2 separate regions of the Mus musculus genome follow, and region 1 is linked to region 2. The links are chromatin contacts, called in public Hi-C maps. All regions are on one chromosome and are shown on one strand. The core of a region is the stretch at or near the end of the contact, and the rest is flanking DNA. Distances in the headings are between cores, read along the strand shown.

Region 1 (6,970 bases), core at 3,085-5,584, 680 kb before region 2:
TAGAACTCAAACTCCTAAACAAGGTTTATTCTAGAATGACAAAATAGTTTATTTTCTTCAAGTAATTTGAGGATGAAAAGGGGAACTAGTGGCAATTATAGGAGGATAATTAGGTAAGCTGAGACTGCTCCAGGAAAATGGAGATACACACCAGCCACCTTCTCCACATGGCAGTTAGTAACTGGCTCCTAGTTACATGTTAGCATTGCACTAATAAACACACTTAATGCCACAGTTTGGGTGTTCCTCAAAGGCCCTTATGCTGAATTTCTAGTTCTGCAGTGTGAAGGTGATAGAACCATCAAGAGGAGACATCAGTGGAAGAGTCATAGGGTTCCACTCTCATGGTTGCAGTGGGATTGGGTTCAATTTTGTGGATGTGGATTTGTTTCTACAACATCAGGTTGTTCGTGAAATAATAAACTTCCCCATCTCTTTATTTTTTTTTCTCTAGGATGTGAAGATGTGTTCATGGTGCCCTCCCCAGAACTGAGCAGTTGCTGGCCTCATGTTCTTGGACCTTGGCGTAGTTTGAGTGAGAAGTGTCCTCCATAAATTTATTTATTTGGTCCTTGGGTGGTGCCGTTGTTTGGGAGGGTTGTGAATCCTTTCGGAGGTGGAGGCTTGGTCAGAGGAGTATCTCAATGGAAGCAAGCTTTGAGGTGGTGTATCATCTCCTTACTTCCTATTTGTCTCTCTCTCTCTCTCTCTCTCTCTCTCTCTCTCTCTCTGTGTGTGTGTGTGTGTGTGTGTGTGTGTGTGTATCTGTGTGTCTGTATCTGTGTCTGTCTGTGTGTTTCTACGTCTGTATGTGCCAGTTCTGTCTGTATCTGTCTGTGTTTGTCTATGTGTATATTTCCTTCTTGTGTGTGGATGGAAATGTGATTAAAGAGCTTCCTGTTTTGCTGCCCATCCTTCCTACCATGATGTCTCTATCCTTCTAAAATCATACATCTGCTCCCCTAAACTACTGGTCATATAATCTTATCAAAGCAACAGAAAAGTGCTAATACAAACCTAGAGCTGGAAAATATATACATTTGTTTTCATTATAGATTATCTAGCATCAATTATTTTGTTACAACAATATCATATACTAAGGTAGTTGCATCGTTGCTAATTAGCACAAAGACTGCCTGTGTTTCATTGCTTCTTCTATTTTAAAAATGAGAAAGCATGAAGGAATTAAGTGATCTTCAGAACTTTTACAAACATTAAACAGTGAGAATCAAAGGCCAAATCTTGATTTCCTTGGCTTCTACTTCTAATCTTTTTCTTGGGTGGGGAATTTCCTTCCAAACACATAAATTTCTATACAGAACAGCGACCTATACCAATCTCCATGTTAACCCAAATGTTTTCCATTTGCATTTGTAAAACTTTTTAATATAGGAACAGAAAAGTGGTTTCTTCCGTCATTCATTCACTTTAAAAGGAATTATGTGAGGAAATGGCTTAACTGTTCTTTATGAAACACAAATTTTAAACCAAAGATATTGAGTGCTTTCACATATAAATCATCTGTAAACACTAAACGTGCACCTTCAGTTTTTAATTAAATGCCAAAAGACACTTAGCAATTAGGTCATAGGAGAAGAACCAATGAGTATCATGTATAGTAAATTTTGCTTCTGTGAGTTGGCAGGTACAAAAATATCAAAGTATAACCATGAAAACCAAGCCTGTTTTATTGAAGTTGGAGAACACATTCTGAATTCCAGAAGTAGATGCTTCAGAACACCAATTCTATGCATAACCTGAGTTATTACACTATGACATCTCAAGTACCTGCTAAGTACCAAATTATAGTGGGACTTCATGAGCTTCTAACCAACCTCACTCATTTACCATTTCAGTAGGAAACTATCAGACAGCCACCAGCTCTTTGTATTGTCTAGTAACTGGAGTCTTTCCTTTAAGGCAGAAGAAGAACAAATACCTAAGAAAAGAATGTGCAGCTTAAATACTAACCTTAGAAGAAAAACCATTGTCCTTTACCCACCATAACTACAAAACTTGTTCCCACAAAGATGTTCCCTGAACAGACAAGATAAATGGAAGCTTAATGCTGAACCCATCTTTTACATTCCTGAAGCTTCTGCTTGTGGTAGTAGTCAAAATAATGTCCTTATCGCTTTCCACCTGTATTCTCACTACTGAAATCTTTATAGTGTCAGTAAACTAAGAATAACTAGGTTTGTATATTATTCTCCTTCAGCCACTACTGTAGAACATCACAGGCACTGGCTTAAACAATGGACATTTGTTTCTCATAGTTCTGATACATGGGAGTCCAATATGGAAGGCACAGTGCTTAGTTTGTGGTGGGAGCCTTCTTCCTAATATACAGACAACCACTTATCCCTGTGTTGTTGCTTTGTAGTCAAGAAGTAAAATACATTTCCCCTTCATCTCTTCATTTAAGGGTACAAACCTTAGCATAAAGAGCTCGTCTTAGCCTCCCCTAAACCTACTTTCTGAAGATCTCACCTTCAGTTATCATCACATCAAGAGTTTAAATCTTCTGTGCATGAATTTTGCAGGAGTGGGCACTACAGTAGGGTCCTAAGAGTAATATCAGATCCACTCTTTTGCTTGAGTATGTAACTACCCACCCAAATGACACACTTTCCCATATTATACATGCTGTAAACCTCACTGGCATGATAAGGTCTAGCTGTCTCATACTGTATTTATCATGTTGTTTGGTTTATAAACCCAAAGTCAGGCCCTCTATCCTGGTTCTTATTTCAATAAAGGAAAAATTCAGAGCATATTACATTTTTATAGTAAAATGTGGATCTACTGACACTCATTCCCTTTCTAACACATTATTAATTTTTCAGACATAAGTTCTGAACATTTAGATACTTTGAGGGTTATTTTCCTTCCCTAAAACTTTGTGTATGCCTATGTGTGTATGTGTGTAGGGGGGTGCGCATGTGTGCACATGTATGTGTGTGCATGTGTGCATATACGTGCACATGTTTGTGAGTGTGAGTGTGTGCATGTGTATGTGTGCACATGTGCTATGCACATCAGCATGTTTGTATGTGTGCGTGTGTGTGTGTTTGTGTGTGTGTGTGTGTGTGTATTAGAAGTGAAACTAGTGACAGTGTTTTCTCTATAAAGGAATCTAGATGTGGCTAGCATTCCACACACAATTCCCAATGCTCAAGCCACGGTGAAGCACGAGTCTGACTCTCATATAACACATCCTCCACAACACATGCTTCTACCCCAGAAGGCTACATCTGACTCACCAATATTCAAAGATAAGGTCACTGAAAGAAAAAAAGAAACAACTAAATAAGCCTCATGTCCTTCAAAGAAAAGACACAGACATCAGGAAGAATTCAAAAGGGTCAGTCATGAGATATGGAGGCACCCAGCTGGAAATCACAGAAAACTGACTCATCAAGAAAAACACAGCAGAAGAGTTCCAGGGCTGGTTCATTTACAAGCCACAAATCAAAGTCCCTGTTTTCTCTAACAGAAGTGATTCCTGTGTGATCAGTAGGCAACAAGCAGAGTTCTAGCTCTCTTCTCTACTCAGACAAGACAGGGTCAGGACAGAGAAGAAGGACTTGTTTTCTTTCTCTGACGTCTTCCATATGGATAGGAAGTTCTATGTTCTAAATTATTCTTGCATCTCAGAAGCCAGCCTATTCCCCCTAAAACAAATGACTGCAAGAGGCAATGGCGTTAATCTGAGTTGCCTAGGATAATCAGGTTTTCAAATGAGCACAGTGGAGAATCAGGACTCAACTAACATGAAAAGGGCTAAGCTTGTATCTCAGGCATTGGTCACTTCAGTGTCTGTCCACTTAACAGTTAACATTAGTGGTTAATCCAAGAATATATTCTTCATCATAAACCTAGTTTCACTCCTCATTCCCGTAAACTGTCTCTCTCCTTTCTAATATGTACCTGGAGACTACAAGACAGGAAACAGTGACTAAAAGACATCTGGGATATTATCTATTGCATCTGCATGCTGGGATAAGAAGACAAAGATCATTTAATTCAATTATGTAAATCCTTCCCCAAATGGTTAGTGCTCTGGTTTCCTTTCACAAATGGATGAGGTGAACAAATAAATCACAGGACTACTCCAATACTGCTCCTTGCCAATCAATGCAAAGGGGCAAATAGAGAGCAGTGACTTTAATACAATTTCAGCAAGATGTTGTCTGGGCAGCCGGTGTGGAGCTCTAAATTAGATGTGCTCTGCCAACATGAGAGAATCATTTTGCTTTTTTTTTCTTTCTTTTTGACATCCCTTTTACTGCGAATGTTTATGTAGCATATACACAGCTATTCAAGAAGTGTTGGCCGCCGTGATCTTCATATTAATCAGATGAGAATCACAGAAGAATGCTAAGATGGATTCTGTGCTCAGCTCACGTGAAGAAAGACTATTACATCATCATCAGGCCACTGGAGTATTTTCTTCCAACATTTCAGTGTCTGTGGACCATATTAATTAATTTTAAGTTTTATCCCTTTTCCATTGTCTTAGCTGTGATAAATCAGGACAAGCTGAACATTTTTTCAGGTGCTTCTCTGCCATTCGGTATTCCTCAGGTGAGAATTCTTTGTTCAGTTCTGAGCCCCATTTTTTAAGGGGGTTATTTGATTTTCTGAGGTCCACCTTCTTGAGTTCTTTATATATGTTGGATATTAGTCCCCTATCTGATTTAGGATAGGTAAAGATCCTTTCCCAGTCTGTTGGTGGTCTTTTTGTCTTATAGACAGTGTCTTTTGCCTTGCAGAAACTTTGGAGTTTCATTAGGTCCCATTTGTCAATTCTCGATCTTACAGCACAAGCCATTGCTGTTCTGTTCAGGAATTTTTCCCCTGTGCCCATATCTTCAAGGCTTTTCCCCACTTTCTCCTCTATAAGTTTCAGTGTCTCTGGTTTTATGTGAAGTTCCTTGATCCACTTAGATTTGACCTTAGTACAAGGAGATAAGTATGGATCGATTCGCATTCTTCTACATGATAACAACCAGTTGTGCCAGCACCAATTGTTGAAAATGCTGTCTTTCTTCCACTGGATGGTTTTGGCTCCCTTGTCGAAGATCAAGTGACCATAGGTGTGTGGGTTCATTTCTGGGTCTTCAATTCTATTCCATTGGTCCACTTGTCTGTCTCTATACCAGTACCATGCAGTTTTTATCACAATTGCTCTGTAGTAAAGCTTTAGGTCAGGCATGGTGATTCCACCAGAGGTTCTTTTATCCTTGAGAAGAGTTTTTGCTATCCTAGGTTTTTTGTTATTCCAGATGAATTTGCAAATTGCTCCTTCTAATTCGTTGAAGAATTGAGTTGGAATTTTGATGGGGATTGCATTGAATCTGTAGATTGCTTTTGGCAAGATAGCCATTTTTACAATATTGTTCCTGCCAATCCATGAGCATGGGAGATCTTTCCATCTTCTGAGATCTTCTTTAATTTCTTTCTTCAGAGACTTGAAGTTTTTATCATACAGATCTTTCACTTCCTTAGTTAGAGTCACGCCGAGATATTTTATATTATTTGTGACTATTGAGAAGGGTGTTGTTTCCCTAATTTCTTTCTCAGCCTGTTTATTCTTTGTGTAGAGAAAGGCCATTGACTTGTTTGAGTTAATTTTATATCCAGCTACTTCACCGAAGCTGTTTATCAGGTTTAGGAGTTCTCTGTTGGAATTTTTAGGGTCACTTATATATACTATCATATCATCTGCAAAAAGTGATATTTTGACTTCCTCTTTTCCAATTTGTATCCCCTTGATCTCCTTTTGTTGTCGAATTGCTCTGGCTAATACTTCAAGTACTATGTTGAAAAGGTAGGGAGAAAGTGGGCAGCCTTGTCTAGTCCCTGATTTTAGTGGGATTGCTTCCAGCTTCTCTCCATTTACTTTGATGTTGGCTACTGGTTTGCTGTAGATTGCTTTTATCATGTTTAGGTATTGGCCTTGAATTCCTGATCTTTCCAGAACTTTTATCATGAATGGGTGTTGGATCTTGTCAAATGCTTTTTCTGCATCTAACGAGATGATCATGTGGTTTTTGTCTTTGAGTTTGTTTATATAATGGATTACATTGATGGATCCTTAATCATCAGGGAAATGCAAATCAAAACAACCCTGAGATTCCACCTCACACCAGTGAGAATGGCTAAGATCAAAAATTCAGGTGACAGCAGATGCTGGCGAGGATGTGGAGAAAGAGGAACACTCCTCCATTGTTGGTGGGATTGCAGGCTTGTACAACCACTCTGGAAATCAGTCTGGCGGTTCCTCAGAAAATTGGACATAGTACTACCGGAGGATCCAGCAATACCTCTCCTGGGCATATATCCAGAAGAAGCCCCAACTGGTAAGAAGGACACATGCTCCACTATGTTCATAGCAGCCTTATTTATAATAGCCAGAAACTGGAAAGAACCCAGATGCCCCTCAACAGAGGAATGGATACAGAAAATGTGGTACATCTACACAATGGAGTACTACTCAGCTATTAAAAAGAATGAATTTATGAAATTCCTAGCCAAATGGATGGACCTGGAGAGCATCATCCTGAGTGAGGTAACACAATCACAAAGGAACTTACACAATATGTACTCACTGATAAGTGGATACTAGCCCAAAACCTAGGATACCCACGATATAAGATACAATTTCCTAAACACATGAAACTCAAGAAAAATGAAGACTGAAGTGTGGACACTATGCCCCTCCTTAGAAGTGGGAACAAAACACCCATGGAAGGAGTTACAGAAACAAAGTATGGAGCTGAGATGAAAGGATGGACCATGTAGAGACTGCCATATCCAGGGATCCACCCCATAATCAGCTTCCAAATGCTGACACCATTGCATACACTAGCAAGATTTTACTGAAAGGACCCAGATGTAGCTGTCTCTTGTGAGACTATGCCGGGGCCTAGCAAACACAGAAGTGGATGCTCACAGTCAGCTAATG
Region 2 (7,179 bases), core at 3,983-6,482:
CAAGCATGTGGCAGCTCACAATCGTTTGTAACTCCAGTCCCAAGAGATCTGATGCCCTCGTCTGGCCCCTACAGGTACTAGGCATCAAAGTGGGACACATACATAAAGATAAAATATCTATACATATAAAATTTTTCATTAAAATGACAGTAATTATAATAAAAAATTATACTATTATAAGGAAAGCCATAGAGATAACATTCAGACAGTCCATCTATCCATCTCCCTTGGTTCTTTCATGGCAGCCTATCCGGGGCTCTGCTCACAGAAATTAGATTAGTGAGCTAAATAAATACTTAGTAGCCAATGGGGAAGGGATAAAGCAGGAACATAAAGGAACAAGACTTCACTAGCCTCCAGATGAAAAGCAGCTCCGCCATGATTGCCTCCACATGGGCACCAACGGCCTGGAAGGCCTTCTCCTGTCTCTCCTCATCACTTCTTCTTTCGTCAGACTTCCGGATGTGGAATCTCCACCTTCCTGTACCAAACCCTGTAAACCAGAAGCAACCTTAATGCCCTCCCCCTTTTTCTCATTACCTCATTTTCCAAGTCCAAATCACTTGAGTGGTAGAGGGTCTGAGGATTTTAGGTGACTGTTGCTATGGCTTGAATACACATATATACACATATACACGTACACATATATCCATGTATATATACATACATATACACATATACATCCCCTTGAACACTCATATAGAAACAGAATTCCCACTACAGTAGTATTGAGAGGTGGAGCCTTAAGGAGGTTGCTAGGCCATGACAGCCCTGCCTTTATGAATGTGTAACCGCTTTATAAGATGACTAAGCAAACAAGTCAGCACTTTCCACTTCTTCCATCATGGGAGACATAGCATTCAGCCTGTCACACCACAGGATGTGGAGCAGAGAACCCTCAGGAGACCCAAAACCTTGGCATTTCTAGCCTCCAGAACCATGATAAGGTTCTCTTCTTTATAAATTACCAAGTATGTGATGTTTGGTTAGAGCAGTAGAAGCCAATAATGACAGTCATTATATGAACATCAAACTCCACAGAAAAATCCAATAGAACAGCCGGGAAATGTTGGGCTGTGGGGGTCAGGCTGTCCTTGTGGTCTCTTCTTTGCATGAGTTAGAGGCCTTATAATTCTTATCAGACTTACTTCCATGGGCCTGTTTGTACACATGGATACACACATGAAAAGATGTTCTTAAATATAATTGTTTATTCTATGAAGAAGACATTTCTTTTTTAAGATTTATTTATTTATTTTATGTATGTGAGTACACTGTAGCTGTACAGATGGTTGTGAGCCTTCACGAGGTTGTTGGGAATTGAATTTTTAGGACCTGTGCTCGCTCTAGTCGTTCCTGCTCTCTTTGGTCGGCCCTGCTCGCTCAGTCCCTGCTCCCTCCTTCCTAAAGATTTATTTTTTTATTGTACATAAGTACACTGTAGCTGTCTTCAGACACGCCAGAAGAAGGCATCAGATCTCATTATGGGTGGTCGAGAGTCACCATGTGGTTGCTGGGATTTGAACTCAGGACCTTTGGAAAAGCAGTCAGTGCTCTTACCCGCTGAGCCATCTAGCAAGCTCTGAAGGAAACATTTCTGACTTGCAACTTCCAAGGTACCATCTTCATATCCAGGTTTGGGGCAGGGGTGTGTGTGTGTGTGTGTGTGTGTGTGTGTGTGTGTAGAATCACATTATTATACAGACTAGTACTTGCTTCCTTTCCTCGGTCCCCTCTGGCCTTAGAGAGTAGGAAAGAAGAGAGCACACTCTTTAGTGACTGCTCCTGTAGCTCTGAGCTGACCACTCCACAAGATTGTCTAGATTCCCCACCCTTGGCTTTCCCCCATGGAAACTGACACTGGAGCATGAGAACACTGTGACCCATGTCACGTCTGATTATGACTAGTCTCAGTTCTAAAACAGGCAAGCTTAGCATGTTCTAGAGTTACCAACAAGGCTAAGATGAGGGCTAAGTAGGAACTGGGCAGATGAGTAGACTCTGCTAGTGTAGGTGGGGTGGCTGGCAAGGGACCTGTTCCCAGCTGGAAGGGGCCAGTGCTTGGAATACACCCAAGTGTGTGAACAGGCTGAAGCGCTAGGGCAGTGGTTCTCAACCTGTGGGTCACAGCCCCCTTGGGGATTGCATATCAGATATTTATGTTATTATTCATAACAATAGCAAAATTACAGTTATGAAGTAGGAACAAAATAATGTTATGGCTGAGAGGTCAGCACGAGATGAGGAGCTGCATTACAGGGCCACAGCTTTAGAACGGTTGAGAACCACTGCTCTAGGGAGTAGCAGAAGACGGACTGGACAACCAGGACAGGACAGAGCATAGCCAATAAAACATCAGACTGAGTTTAAGCTCAGCCCCAAAGGCCATGCAGAGCTACCATATCCTTGAGCAAGGGACAGAAAGTTTAGGAAGGAGCTAGTGTTTGAAGGAAATAAGTTTAGCTGTGCCTGGCAGGATGGAGTGGGCTGGATACAAGGAACGCTTTCATATCATCAATATTGGTGCAATAATCAAGCCACCATAGCCCTGGATGGTAAACTTGAGTTTCACATAGACAGATGTGCCATGCATGATAGCCCCCAAATCTAGAATTGTGCCTCCCATACAGTAGTTGCTCACTGTGTTAACTAAATAAAGCTTAGTTAGTAATGGAGCCATCGAGGCTCACAGTGTCCCTTCCCCTATTCTTAGAGATCTTTCTCCACCACACATACTACACAGCCATGATTTCCTGCTTGCTTTTACACTAAAATGAGTCATCAAACCCTCTCAATACTATCGCAGTCCTCTCCCACTAGCCAGGACAGGAAGAGGAGGGAGGGGGCCGACTTGATGCCATCCAGAGTCTCAACAGTAAGACTGGCCTTTATGGTGTTCCAATCCAATGCCATAGGCCAGAAATAATGACCAGCATTTGGAATCCCAGCTCTACACTAGGCCAAGACAGAAGGATTGGGAGCCCAAGGCCGTCCTAGATACCATGACAAGACCCCCTTCCTCAAAACAAAGAGCAATCTCAATGCCAGCTTCAGCACGTATGGTCACAGTGTTGCTACCCAACAGCCACCGCAGCACTACGGGGTCCTTCAACTGTAAACAGTTACTTTTGTTCATGAGCTGAAGGATGGGTTGCTCCACGCTGCTGATCTGAGCAGCCCCACTCCTGTTTCTAGTCATCACTGTGTCCTTGCAAAGTCACCTCTATGCTGATCCGGTTTGGTGACCACACCAGACTCTGGGTCACCGAGTCAGGGTAGACTGGGACAGAGCATTACAGGGCAAAAGGTGAGATTTACAGAAGCCATTCCTGGGCCACTGATGGTGTCAGTCTTCTACAGACACTGAAAGGGAAAAGGCTATAAGAGACTGAAATGCCAAAAGCAGATCAAGATCGTGAATTGAGAAGGGGAACTTCATGGTAGAATTAGGAAAGGGTTGGTAGAACTGGTCATCAGAGAAGGCAGCCTTTCGCAGAAGGATGTATGTGTTACTAGTGGACCTAGTGACTTATTCTCAAAGTGCCCATGCCTGAAAACACTTGGACAGAGAATGGCTGAAAGCCTCCCTGTTTTCTTCTTCACTGTCAACAACCACAAATACTTTATTTCCCATGCCATTTTCCTTCGGCATTCAAACACAATCTGATCACCTTGTATAAACACACACTTGACCTTATGTGCCTCTCCAGATACCGACATTCTCTATTTTATTTAGAGAATGCAAACAAAAAAGAAAAACAAAAAAAGGGAGGAAAAGATATTGGTGTCCTGACATGGTTGTTTCCTTCAAAGCAGTTCGGGGCCATGACCGTCTGGGGAGGATGTTGGCCTTGCCACAGTTTGTGAGGCTAAAAGATGAAGCCACTGTGCAATATGCTACTCTTGATTCAGGTGTGGAATAAAAAACAATCCCAGCAGCTCGCAGCCTGCTCAGAACTGAGCAGGAAGAACAGCACTGCTTCAACCGAAAACCCCATAGCCCACTTTCCAATCCTCGTACCTATAAAAGCAGGGTACAAAGAGCATAGCTGAGGGGCTCAGGGAGGGCTCCCGGCTTCCTGGGGAGGGGACTGGATCTGTAGCGTTGGGTGCCGCAGAGGAAATGTCCAGGAACCCAGGCCATTGGCGTCTGAGGAAAATGGAAGCCCCTAAGCAAAGGTATGCGGCCTGGGAAGACTGTCAAAGCAGGGCTGAATATGTATGAGCAGAAGAGGAAACTGAGGCACCACCAGTAGCAGCTGAACCAGTAGGTAACCATGGAAGTGCAAGCTACAGGGCCATCAGCCAACCCAGCCTAGGTTGGGTGCTGGTATGGGGCGGCGCTTAAGGGAGGGAAAGTTAGTGTGTGTGACCAAAGTGGTTTGAAAGAGAAAGCTTGTGTTTGGGCCAAGACCCACTCCAGAAAATGCCAATGACCTAAAGTGGGTAGACAGGCGCTCAAATCTGTACCAAGCTGCCAGGGTGGCAAGCTTCCTCTTTACAGCCCTTAGAATTCACAGGGTTTTACTGTCAGTGTGGATCAGTGGTGTGTAGATGATGTGGAAAGTGTCCCAAGCAGGAGGGACAAGGCAGTCCAAGAACTCAGCATCTATAAAGGAGTCTCAGCCATCTCCTATGTCTTCCATCTGGACCATGAAGAGCGATTTGGTCACATCCTAGAGCTTCAGGGTCAATCTTAATATCCCCCCAACACCCTTAGTCTCCAAACACAAGACTCCCGGCTGAGCTGGGTGTATTTCTACTCCCTTCCCCTCCCCTACACTGGCAATAATTAATGCTGACACAAATGGCCACAGAAGACACATTCCTAAGGCTGTGGACCACTGATTTTGACCTTAATGTTGCTCTTCTCAAGCTAACTGCCCAAATGCAATGGATTAGAGCAGGCAAACAGAAGCCAGCCCTCAGGCAGCTGGCTCAACGTTTAGTACCTCTCCCCTTTCGCAAGTTTCCTTTCTCCTGGGAAGAGAGTGCCATCTAGTGGGCAATTAGTGAACTTACATATGCCACTCCACTTTTTTCCGTTCTTCCTTTCTTTTTTAAGTTATTTTATTTATTTATATTCCAGTCGTTGACCTCCTCCCCCACCCCCCCGTCCCTCCGACCCACCATTCCTCATCCTATTCCTCCTCCCACTTGCCTCCCAGAGGGTGCTCCCAACCTCCAGCAGGCCTCCCCCTTCCCTGGGTCCTCAAGTCTCTTGGAGGAGTAAGTGCATCTTCTCCCACTGAGGCCAGACCAGGCAGACCTCCGCTGTATATGTGCCAGGGGCCTCAGACCTGGCTGTGTATGCTCCTGGTTGGTGGCTCCGTCTCTGGGAGCTCCCTGGGTTCTGTGTTAGTCGAGTCTGCTGGTCTTCCTATGAGGTCGCCCTCCCTTTCAGATTCTTCAATCTTTCCTTTAATTCAACCTTAATTCAGTCCAATGGTTGGGTGTAATTATCTGCCTCTGTCTCGATCAGCTGCTGGTAGAGCCTCTCAGAAGACAGGTATGCCAGGCATATGCAAAGACCTGATTTCATCCTTGAAGCGACTCTGTAACCATCTACTACCAGTAGTTAAGAGCACTGGCTGCTCTTCCAGAGGACCTGGGCACAATTCCTCAGCACCCTCATGACTCTATACAACTATCTAGAACTCCAGTTCCAGGGGATCTGTAGGCACCAGGCATGTATGTGGTGTACAGAAATACATTCAGGCAAAATAACCATACACACACACACACACACACACACAAATAATAAGTAATAGTAGTAGTAATAATAATAGGAATAATAATAACAGCAACAATAATATTTTTTTAATTAAAGAAAGGGGAACTGGGTGGAATTGTTTTCTTTCCGCTGTGTGTGGTATAATAAATGTGCTTCCATCCACCCAGAAATGCAACTCCTTGCCCATTGCAAGGACAGCATGTGGGCCCTGCCTGAGGAGGGAAGGAGGGAGTTCCTAAGCTGAGAGAGTCAGCAAGCTGGAACACTCAAGGCTGAGAAAGACAAGTTAAGGGTTTTGACAGATAGGAGGCACTGTTCTGCTAGAGACTGAAGAGGGTGACCCAAGGGCGCCACCTGCTGCCGGCAACCAGCGCGAGGCCCCTCCCGCTTTCACTATGGGTCGCTCTGGTTCCCTTGTTTGCTTTGCTCTGATTCGATGTTCAAAGGCAGTGGGGGGTTGTTGATGTTTTGGATGAAGAATGGGCCTTCTGAGAAACAGAATTCTTCCAGCCTAGACTGTAAGGGATCGCGAACAGGGAAGCAACGTTCGGGGTATGCCCCCTTAGCAAGAAACCATGTGAATTTTTTTTTTCTTTTTCTGGTTTTCTTTGTGACTGTGCTGGAGCTCCAACCCAGAGCTTTGTGCTCTTGCACTCAACCACCGAGCCACACTCCCAGCTCCTTGCTTTTTAAGACAGAGCCTCATTATGTAGCTGAAGACGGGAGACAGAGGCAGGGGGTGGCAGGTTACAGAACCTAACAGCTGGCTAGACCATGTCATGTTAATCAATCTCAGCCTGACAAAGGCAATGTATTTTCTTTGGAGTCATCTAGGTGAGAGGAGGCAGATAGCTCAGAGACCCCAATCCTTTCTCTGTCTACTGTCCCTGAGAGGCAATGAAGACTAAAGCTTGCAAAACAGTCTGCCTTGAGTATAGTTCTGCATGCGTATGCCAAACCTCGGGCCAGATGTGCTAGCTCCTGGCTGGTCATCATCACCTTTTCAAAGATAGGTACGTTTTTAGCCAGCCTACTTATAGCAGTGCTAATTGTGGGCCACAAGCTTTCCAATATAGTAGCAGGCAGGGTGAGTAATGGGATTTTGATCTTAAGAAGGCTAAGTTTCCACATCTAAGTAGCTGTGGTATGCTGGAACAAAGAACTTATTTTTGCCTTCCAAGGTAAGCCAGAGCCAAGAAAGCAGACTGCTGGGGGCTATGCAAGTTGACACATGCTCCTTAGCCCAGAAGCTAGAAAGGGCAGAGCGGTCATTCGGGGAGGTGAGTGTTGACCCTGCCACCTATCCTCACTTCATTAGGCTGGGATGAGTCTCTCACCAGAGTCTCTACTGCTCTCAGAGATACTGGGGCTGTTGACATTGGCCCGAAACCACCCACAGACTCCTCGGCCTTGCGACTTTCCTTTCTACAAATGCCAGGATTCCC

Evidence for each region. Hi-C and Micro-C count contacts between places; a contact is called where the count stands out from the background.
Region 1: a contact with region 2 is called in a Hi-C map of the N1E-115 cell line, with 10 times the contacts expected there. The contact joins two enhancer-like sites. A contact is called at or near these places in 2 of 484 Hi-C or Micro-C datasets (the N1E-115 cell line and cerebral cortex).

What each region holds. Positions count from the first base shown.
Region 1 is chr6:36,061,540-36,068,509 of GRCm38.p6, reverse strand. No RefSeq gene overlaps it. Among named protein-coding and RNA genes, the nearest start is that of Gm38790, 65 kb to the right of the region's middle. Within about 2 kb of position 4,334, at least 4 of the 459 cell types and tissues checked have an H3K27ac peak or open chromatin away from gene starts, as enhancers often do. A contact at or near this core is called in the N1E-115 cell line, where this site is marked.
Region 2 is chr6:35,378,969-35,386,147 of GRCm38.p6, reverse strand. No RefSeq gene overlaps it. Among named protein-coding and RNA genes, the nearest start is that of Gm38789, 30 kb to the left of the region's middle. Within about 2 kb of position 5,232, at least 83 of the 459 cell types and tissues checked have an H3K27ac peak or open chromatin away from gene starts, as enhancers often do. A contact at or near this core is called in the N1E-115 cell line, where this site is marked.